2 separate regions of the Bombyx mori genome follow, and region 1 is linked to region 2. A link is a contact called in public Hi-C data. All regions are on one chromosome and are shown on one strand. Each heading gives the region's core, a stretch centred on a gene start, on an enhancer-like site or on the middle of the called end of the contact. The rest is flanking DNA. Distances are from core to core; before and after follow the strand shown.

Region 1 (4,944 bases), core at 1,728-4,227, 47 kb before region 2:
AAATGTTTTTGAGTAAAAATTTCGATAGTTGTTATAGATAGGTATAATTCGCGTGTTTTTTTTTTGTTGTTTTTTCAACAAGTTATTCATAATAGGACGCGGTTTTTATGTGAGCATTGATTTCCCGTGACATTGAGCCGTGTGAGTTCGCTAGCTAACACGTAAAGTAAGGAAATGTTCAATAGTAGGTCCAATCTTATTTATAAATTTGACTAAGAACCAAAAATAGATTATAATACTCGTTGGGGAACGCTCGGTCAATGGCGGCCATAGTTTGTGTGTTATTTATTGTGTGACAGCGTATTTGTTTGTTAACTTATTTATTCAATAAATTATTTCGATTAAGTTTTATTTTATTTATAATCGGCTCCTTAACCTAATTTTTGTTTTTGCCTCCGTCGAATTCACGGACGATACCACTTATTTATTGTTGTATCCAGACGTGTGTCTAGTCAAGTGGGTACCGAATGCCATGACACATGCATAGTGACATCATCCGATACGACCCTCTCCTTTAGGACCCAGACAGTTCCCAATGATCCATATACTACATACATCCAATATACAGGAACCCGGTCACCGTCCTCGTCAACCCGTCGCGTCGCTTGCGACGAAGGGCTCGATGAGCGAATTAACCCACAGACACAGCCCACGTAGTCCCTGGCTGGATCTTCTCAGTGGGTCGCGTTCTCGTGGGAGCCCATAGACATCTACAACGTAAATGCGCCACCCACCCTGAGATATAAGTTCTAAGGTCCCAGTATAGTTACAACGGCTGCCCCACCCTTAAAGCCGAAACGCATTACTGCTTCACGGCAGATATAGGTGGGGTGGTGGTACCTACCCGCGCGGACTCGCAATAGGTCCTACCACCAGTAAATCAGCTTAGGTATCATAAGTAGGAATATATACACATATATATATATATATATATATATATATATATATATATATATATATATATATATATATAAAGGATAAACCTAAATAAATGAAACAAGAAACAGTTAGCTTGATAAAAAAATCTCAAGAATAGACAAATTCGTTTTTTTTTCTTTCACAAATCCCATACTGTAATTTTAGGATTCTCTGTGTTATGGCCACCAGAGACTGATAGTTTTATATGTTGTTTTATAATATTATTTTATTTACATCAAAATACAGTTCAGCCCAGTAAAACTATAGCACAAATTGAGTTGCTCTATAAAGAAAAACAACATTTAAAGCTATTGCTTCATCACTTTTTTTTTATAATTCAATCTTTAAAAACGTTTTAAATATTTCTAATGTTCCTTCTTCTAATGTTTCAATATTCAAATTTCATTTATGTCATCTTTATAACATATTAACCTCTTTTAAGATAAATCGTATAGAGGTTACATATTTATAGATATATAGATAATAAGCACTCAGATATAGAGCAAACAAGCCTGCTCATTCATACCAATGTTTGCCGGATGTGGGAATCGAACCCACGACCCTCGGCGTAACAGTCCGGGGCGCTAATTACTACACTATCAAATCAATGATATTGTTTAATTTGAGACCAATATCAGAAGAGAAACTTTGTCACAATTTTTTTTGGCACCCTAAATGATGAAAAGATAGTAAGTAGTATATGGCCTGTAGAACCCCGTGTTAAAAAGTGCTCTGCTGCAAGTATTTTTTTACTGGTGTTAGGGAATGAGTCCACACGGGTAGGTGCCACAACCCTGCTTACTACCGAGAAGCAATGTGTTTCGGTTTGGAGGGTGGGGTAGCCGTTATATAAAGCTGAGATTTAGAACTCATGAGGCATTCACATTTTTCATGCCTATGGGCTCCGGTAGCTACTTAAGACACATCTAAGCAACTTTTTTATTCAAATAAAACGAAATCAGACAACTCGCATTTTGTTTATATATAAAAAAAAACAAAAAATATATTTATCTTTAATCATACAAGTCTACGCCGCAAGCGCAGCATCCGCTTATAGGGGAGAGGGGACCGTGGCGCGTGACGTCAGCGAGGAGAGTATCTGGGGTTGTCAGGGGCGTACGTGAAACTGCGTAGTTCGAACGCGACCCCATTGTGGTTCTCGTAGCCGAGCTCTCGCGCCCCCCTACGCGCCCCACCGGGGTCCGCGCCGGACCGGGCCCCCCCGGGGTCCCCACAACCGCCGAAAACACGGTTCGGGCCCCGGTCCGGCTCCCCGCGCACCGGTCCGGCGCTCCGGCTGGACGTCTGAGATCTATTCGAGTTCGAGATCGGTCTGAAGATGGAATGTACAGTCGCCGTGTCAACGTCCGCCTTCCTTGACACGAGTATCCGGATGTCCGTGTGCAAATACAGCTTTCCGGATTTTGAGGTCATGAACCTGCGAACGAAAGAGATCTTACTAACGTCTGATCTCAAGAGCGGACAAGAATGAATCGACCGTGTAATGTACTGTTATTCGACGCAGAGAATAGAAAAGAGGATGATTAGGAATTTAGAAGGCAATTACTACATAGGATACTCATATTTTATCGCTATCTCTGTCGCACACCCTTAATTAAATATAATATGTGACATAAAATATTTTCTGATACTTTTTGAAACCCGTTGTATCTATGTACCTATATCTATATATCTATGTAACAGAATCTCTGAACGTGATGTTCACCAACTTACAAGACGTGAGATTGACTTGAAAATGTGCACAAGGGTCAAGGGACCGATAATAATACAATAATTACTTTGGCATCTCTTGACGAAGGTCATCAGGACTTTTAGTTCAGTTGCTTGTATATTTACATACATCATTCAAAGGTATACATAATCAGATTTTGGAACGGAACTCAATTTGGTTTGGCGTCCTCTCACCTGAGATGTATGAGATACCGGAGCCACTTGTAGAGCATGCTGGTGCGCGGGGGCTCCGCCCCGGCAGGCATGTACAGTGTCCTCTGCCGGAGGAAGGTCCTCGCTGAAGGGGGCATCCCGCTCAGCTCGTATAGCACGACGAACATTTTCACGAGGGTCCCGTGAGGGTTAAACAGGGAGACCTGGATGGTCCCCGAGTGAGGTATGCGGTAGCCGCTTGGACCTAGGTTAATGTGACCCTGAAGAATAAATTAAATGTTGTGTGTACATCTGCTTACATACGTCACCCTGCTTTTTTTTCCTACCTAAGCTGATAGCCTTGAGAGGCTATTTCAGCGTAACCTTGACTAGTAGGTGAGCTCACGGGGCTCAAACCTGACGACGTTGCTAACACGAATCCTAGCAAGAGCCGTGCTTCGCAGAATCTACCGCCTGATCGGAAACCCGACCCACTGAGAAGATCCGGCGAGAAACTCAGTGGGTTGTGTCTATGGGTTAATTCACTCGTCGAGCCCTTCGTAGCAGGCGACGGGTTCGATGAGAAAGATGACCGGTGCTTGAGGTACCTAAAAGCACTGTTAGTGTATCCAGAGGATCCGAAATGACGTGTTTTGGGCGACGTCGACTGCTTTCCATTCTGTCCGCAGGATCGGGAATGGCCCGCTCTGCTGTGATCGACAGTGACTTGAGAGATGAAGAGAAAATCTCGACTGGACAAAAGCTGGGACGATGTTGACTCATTTTATTCGGCCAGGTCGCAGTGGCATATTGAGGGGGGGCGGCAAGGGAGGGCATCGTGCGCCGGGCGCTAATCACAAAGGGGCGCCAAATGGTGCACAAAAGCTTTCTTAATTTTTATTGATTTTTAGAAAATATTACACCGGTGCATCGCTCAACACGAATGCACCGGACGTCTTATCCCTCAGGCTACGACGACTTCAGGCATTTCTCAGCTTCTTAATATTATTCCTCCATGAGTTATTCGTGAAATATCAAGTACGCATTCATTCGATTAGATAAACTGATGCCTGTCTGTGGTATTAGAATCTCGAAACAGTCCCATCGCTCGATACAAATTCCGAGCGTCTTACTACAATTCTGGACCTACATGAGGTGTCATGTTTTTTTTTTCCTACCTAAGCTGATAGCCTTGAGAGGCTATATCAGCGTCGCCTTAACTAGTAGGTGAGCTCACGGGGCTCAAACCTGATGACCGGTAGCATGAGGACTGAGCTCACCATATAAGGAGCGTTGGTTCCTCCAGGCGCGTAGAAGAACACGGTGACGGGCAGCCTCCGGTGCGGCGGACACCACGACCCGGACGCGCCCAGCTCGGCGGTGAAACCCTGGACGGTCGCGACGGGCTCCAGTCGACCCTTCAGAGCCGACTCCTCGAAGCTGCCTGGCGATTACCACGGATACGTTTAAAGACATGTAACGTGGATCACGCTGACGGCTTGGCTTATAGGAGCGCTTAGTTTCAGAACCCTGGAGCTTACAATGGATTTAGATTTGACTGCTCTGTGATATAAATGGGCTACGCCAACCCGTATCAATCAATTATTAGGATTGGAATAAGACACGAATCTGTTAGTGGATAAGACTTTTGTTGAAATTTATATCTAAATAATTAACATTAAATACTGCTACCGACATCTGTTGTTGCTAATGTGAAACTAACCTATATTAGTATTTGTATGTTTTATCTTAATATATATAAATCTCGTGTCACAATGTTTGTCCTCAATGGACTCCTAAACCACTTAACCGATTATAATAAAATTCGCACACCATGTGCAGTTCGATCCAACTTGAGAGATAGGATGGTTTTTATTTCGATGAATGGTCGCAATATTTATTAATTAACAATTAAATGATTTCTTATGTTGATTTTTGTTATTAATTGTAAGTTTCATAAGTCTAAAACAGATGGCGCCTTAAATCAGTTTTTACAGACAATTGTTATACTGTGACTTTAATATCTCATAGATGGCGCTGTGCTAAAAATACCAACGTTTCACATAAGCTACAATTTAATGGCATAAGCACCACGTGTTTCTGAGGCTAAAGTATAAGTGAAATTTATTTCGTAGTAAACGC
Region 2 (4,701 bases), core at 1,767-4,266:
AACCCCACCCGGGAAGATAAAGATGAGATCGAAACTATTCCGGTTCCGCAAATCCAGTTTCTTCTTTCTTTCTCGTCATAAGACGCGAGCGACCGGGAGTCTACAGTCGATGACGTCACCGACGACACAGATTACACTTGTTCAACGCATCAAAGAATTGGAGCAACTATACTATTCTTCGATTGAAGGTTAGGAAGGCAATGAAACGAACAAATTAGATCCATCTAAATTAATACATTAGTGAAGAGCTTATAATTGACCGAGTGAAAGTGGGGGTGGCCATTCATATGTACCACCGCCCTGCCTATTTCTACCGTGACGCAGTAATGCGTTTCAGTTTGAAGGGCGGGATAGCCGTTGTACTTTAAAACTTAGATTTATTGCGATGTTGATGTCTAGGGGCTTCAGTAATCATTTAACAATAACTGGACCGTGAGCTCATTCAACCATCTAAGCCAGCCTTTCCCAAAGTGGGCGATAACGCCCCCTTGTGGGCGCTGCAGGCCTAAAGAGGGGCGGTAAGAGACCCAGAAAAAAAAGGGGACGTTATGTAGAGGCTTGGGAGGCGATTTGTAATTTTATCTAGGAGGACTCGTAGACAACTACTGAGCTCTCGCCATAGGGGTTTTAAAGTAGGTGAAAAACTAGGGGCGCTAAAAAATAATTTATTCTCAAAGTGGACAGTAGACAAAATAAGTTTGGGAACCCCTGATCTAAGCAATAAAACAAAATCATAACAAATCGATAGCTCTATTCGATTTACTTTACTAGACTTTACCGAGTGACTCATTGGCAGATTATGGTGGTACCTACCGGTGCTCACAATGGCCCCTACCTGTGATAACACAATAAACGATTGCTTTGCGACAGACTAGCTTCACGGTTACTCCAAAGTGGACCGGAAACGCTCCATCTCTATGGAGCGCGAAGGGCCTCTGCCCTTTGCGACCGAGGCATCCACAAACTAAAGATGTCACTTATGATTCGTCAGTAGCAGCATTCTTGATGACTGCCTTGCACGTTTCCAACACTTGGCTACCAGACGATGCAACCGTATACACCAGCATCTTTTTGTTCCCTACCTTTGCTGATAGCCTTTTTTTTAACTTTATTTAAGGAGATTATTCACCTAGTGAAAATGTCACTCCATTGTGCAACAAAAGATAGTAACAAAAAATTATATAAAAAAATAAAAACTGTTATCGTCTCTACTAACACTATTTTATAAAATGCCGGCCATTTCGGATTCCAGAAAGGCTAATACGCAATTTACACCTCCAACTTGTCGAAAATCTGTACATTTTGCAAAGAATTGTTGTCTCAAATCATCGTTCCGCGCACACTCCATAGCTGATGATAGCCTTGAGAGGCTATTTCAGCTTCGCCCTAACATGTAGGTAAGCTCACGGGGCTTAAACCGGAGTGTTGCTAACACTGGCCCTAGCAAGAGCAGTGCTTCGTAGAATCTACCACCGGATCGGAAACGCGACACACTGAGAAGATCCGGCGAGAAACTCAGTGGACAATCGCCAGCATCACTGCTATAGATCCCGAGCAGGACTACTGTTTTTAATTCACAAGTACTCTAAGGACTTGGTTTACTCCTTAATCTCTGATACTCTTAAATATTAGTTGTAGGGTATGTTACTGCACGGGTGAGTGCCGTCATGTCTCTATTCCTGATATCGTTGTTTGAAGAGTTTGGAGCCATTTTATCAAGGCAGTTGACAGTACGATCTTTTGCCTCAATATAGACAGCGAAGTTCACTTAAACTGTCTACGGGTAGCAGAGTAATAGCAACAGTGAAATCTCCAAGCCTCAACTGTCAATTTTAAATCACCATCTTTACGGAAAATTACGATTGTTTAAAAATATCAGCTTATCGTAAATTTTGACACTATTCTGGTGTGTTGTAAACACGATTCTATAATATTATTAATTTTGCTTCCGTATTCATTTAATATGTACCTTTATTACATTAGCATTGTTAACATTACATATTCATAAAAACATGTAACAATAAAAAAGGAATACTAAATGTGTAATTCATAATTATCAAAAATAAATGAAACAAAAATAAGAAATAACCGAACTTTTATTTAATCGACAACGTCATGGCGCAGCCCTATAGACCTGTCCATTCCTGTATTCGGATTCCGTTATTCATTGGAAAACGAAAAAAGAAACTTGGCCGCACATTGAAAGTTCCTTTGCCTTTGTCGATGCAAAAAAAAAACTAATCAACAGCTGATTTTTCATTTTTTAACTAATTATGATGACACTCCGACCACTTTCTCTTCGACAAAATATGGCTGTATTTAAAAGTTTATAATGTTACAAGTAATGTTAATATTTCACGCAGGCTGTTGTGATAATTATTGTGACGGAAATACGAACTTTGATTGTAACACAAATGCGCAATACACACGTATAACTAAACATATGTTAGATGACCAACTTTACTCACCTTTACGAACGGCATACAACTCGTCAAACTCCTAAATAAAACACCTGGGCTATAATATAACACTTCGGTAATAGTTTCTTTTTCTCTTAAAATACATTATTATACTTTTTGACAGCAGTACGGACGCGGAAACGCTGTCCAAGTTATATTTCAGCGTTTTTTTTGGGGTCGCGCGGACGAGCTTACACGGCTCGATCAGTCAAATTACTAAAATGTCAGCTGTGAGAAGTCCGTTCTCATTGGTCGAATCGATTGAAAATCTGTGATGCACACATTTATTTTCGTTGACCTCTCGCTCTCTCATGGTGTTTCTCTTTCTAAGTTTAATGACCTTGATAGGGTTTTTCAGTAATTTTGAATCATATTTCACCATATTTGTATGGAATTATGTATTTTTTTTAGTTTATTCGTGATATAGTCTAGTCTTTGAAGCACTTTAATCGTTAACTTGCTCATATTGAATCATATGGGAAACAAAGCGATGTGTCAACAATATTTGTATGTGTGCGTTAGGGACAAAGAAAACAATCTATTGACATTTGCAAAATACTCTGATTGGTCTAGATTCACAGCTGTTTTTGACAGTCCAGCTTCCAGCTTCAGTTTCCCAATGCATCAAGAGATGGCAGCACACTCTGACTGACATCAACTAATTCCAAATTTTAAGCTTATCTAAATAGTTTTAGAATGTATAAATATTATGTTAAATATTTTTTTAAAGAATACTGACATGTATTACACCTTTTTTAGTAGGCAAAGGTGGTAAAAAAGACTAAAAACGATTTGAATTGATACGATCCTGTACAGTCAACTGACCAACCTAGTCCATGTAGCTATGGCAACGAAATTGTTTGTTGTGATGTTAAACGGCCAAATAAAATTTCGTATACATCGTAGTGAAACATAATAAATAAGGACTTTTCAAATTAGCAGCATACTGCAATGTCTAAATCCAAATGAAATACAGCAACCAATTTCGAAGTGTCGAGAACTGTCTGAATATCGTTCATTATTCTTTAATTAACTTATTTCATAAGCAAAAATGGATTCTATTAATCTACTAGCCCGTGAAGATGAGTTCAAAAAGCTGAATAAACAACTAGAGAAGAAAAGTGAGAGCTTAATGAAACAAATAGAACTAGTACTGGTATGTATGTTTTTTTTTTTTTTTATGATTGAGAGATTACTGGTGGCCCGGAGGCCTTTCCAGCTTCACCAGGACAGGGGTATGTATGTTTAAAGACGTTAGTATTATTATTATATTATATTTAATAAATTATATTACATATTAGTTAGTATTAACAAAACTATTTAGTAATTAGTTAGTATTATATACCCAAATTCAATGTTTTCTTACCCAGTTTTCTTTTGAGATAAAACTTTTCATATGCCTTAAATGAGCAGAGGAAATAATCTAATGTCAATAATATACCAGTGTTTATTAATAAAACGTAAAAGTGGCTTTAATTGTGTTAAGTTTTCTTACCCAGTTTTCTTTTGAGATAAAACTTTTCATATCCCTTATATGAGCAGAGGAAATAATCTAATGTCAATAATAAACCAGTGTTTATTAATAAAAATGGCTTTAATTGTGTTAACGCCTCGCGGTGACTAAAGGGAATACTAAATAAAATGCATCTTGAGGTGTTAGTGATTAAGGTCGAATGTAAAAACACTGGACGATAATTAATTTACATCATATCAATGTATTCTCTTCCTATATCCCAAAAATAGACATTTCTAAAACAAAAACTCAACAATATTTGATGCATTTACATTTTGTTTCAGCAAAAACCGGATTCATATTCAGAGTTCACAACAACAACAAAGAAACATTCGTGTGATATGCAAAAGCAATTAACACAAACACATGCACATAACGAAACAAGAAATGTTAAAAGTAGATCAAAAATATCAAAGTCAATATCTGAACAACAAGTAAGCAGGTTAATGGATGCTGACGGATCGAATAATGACTTGAATAACGGCCCACAACAAATAACTGTTGCTTCGAATAGTGTTAGAACTGTGTGTGACTGCTGCAACGTTAAATCTAATGATATGGAATTCCTATATGCCTTTGTTTGTGTACATGTTAAAGATAAATTACTACCGCAATCGTATGCAAAAGGTGTGTTGTCTATATTGTGATTATGTTCAATAATAATTAAAGAAATTAATACTTATAAATAGTACCGAGTGCAAGGTTTAGTAGTACCATTGTCAGGTTTTT

Evidence for each region. Hi-C and Micro-C count contacts between places; a contact is called where the count stands out from the background.
Region 1: a contact with region 2 is called in a Hi-C map of whole pupa, with 6 times the contacts expected there. The contact joins the enhancer-like site here to the promoter of LOC101746182 in region 2. A contact is called at or near these places in 5 of 7 Hi-C or Micro-C datasets (middle silk gland, midgut, posterior silk gland and 1 more).

Annotation. Positions count from the first base shown.
Region 1 is chr2:651,839-656,782 of ASM3026992v2, reverse strand. It overlaps LOC101746182 (atos homolog protein A), which reads right to left. Exons shown (of 10, transcript XM_038015586.2): 8 at 4,083-4,246; 9 at 2,845-3,083; 10 at 1,880-2,356. The coding sequence ends at 2,002. LOC101741103 reads left to right here. Exons shown (of 7, transcript XM_038017398.2): 7 at 1-345. Among protein-coding and RNA genes, the nearest start is that of LOC101741103, 34 kb to the left of the region's middle. Within about 2 kb of position 2,977, at least 5 of the 8 cell types and tissues checked have open chromatin away from gene starts, as enhancers often do.
Region 2 is chr2:604,725-609,425 of ASM3026992v2, reverse strand. LOC101746182 (atos homolog protein A) reads right to left here and starts at 3,016. Exons shown (of 10, transcript XM_038015586.2): 1 at 2,469-3,016. The coding sequence starts at 2,483. It overlaps LOC101746326 (testis-expressed protein 9), which reads left to right and starts at 3,124. Exons shown (of 6, transcript XM_012689438.4): 1 at 3,124-3,615; 2 at 4,257-4,599. The coding sequence starts at 3,511.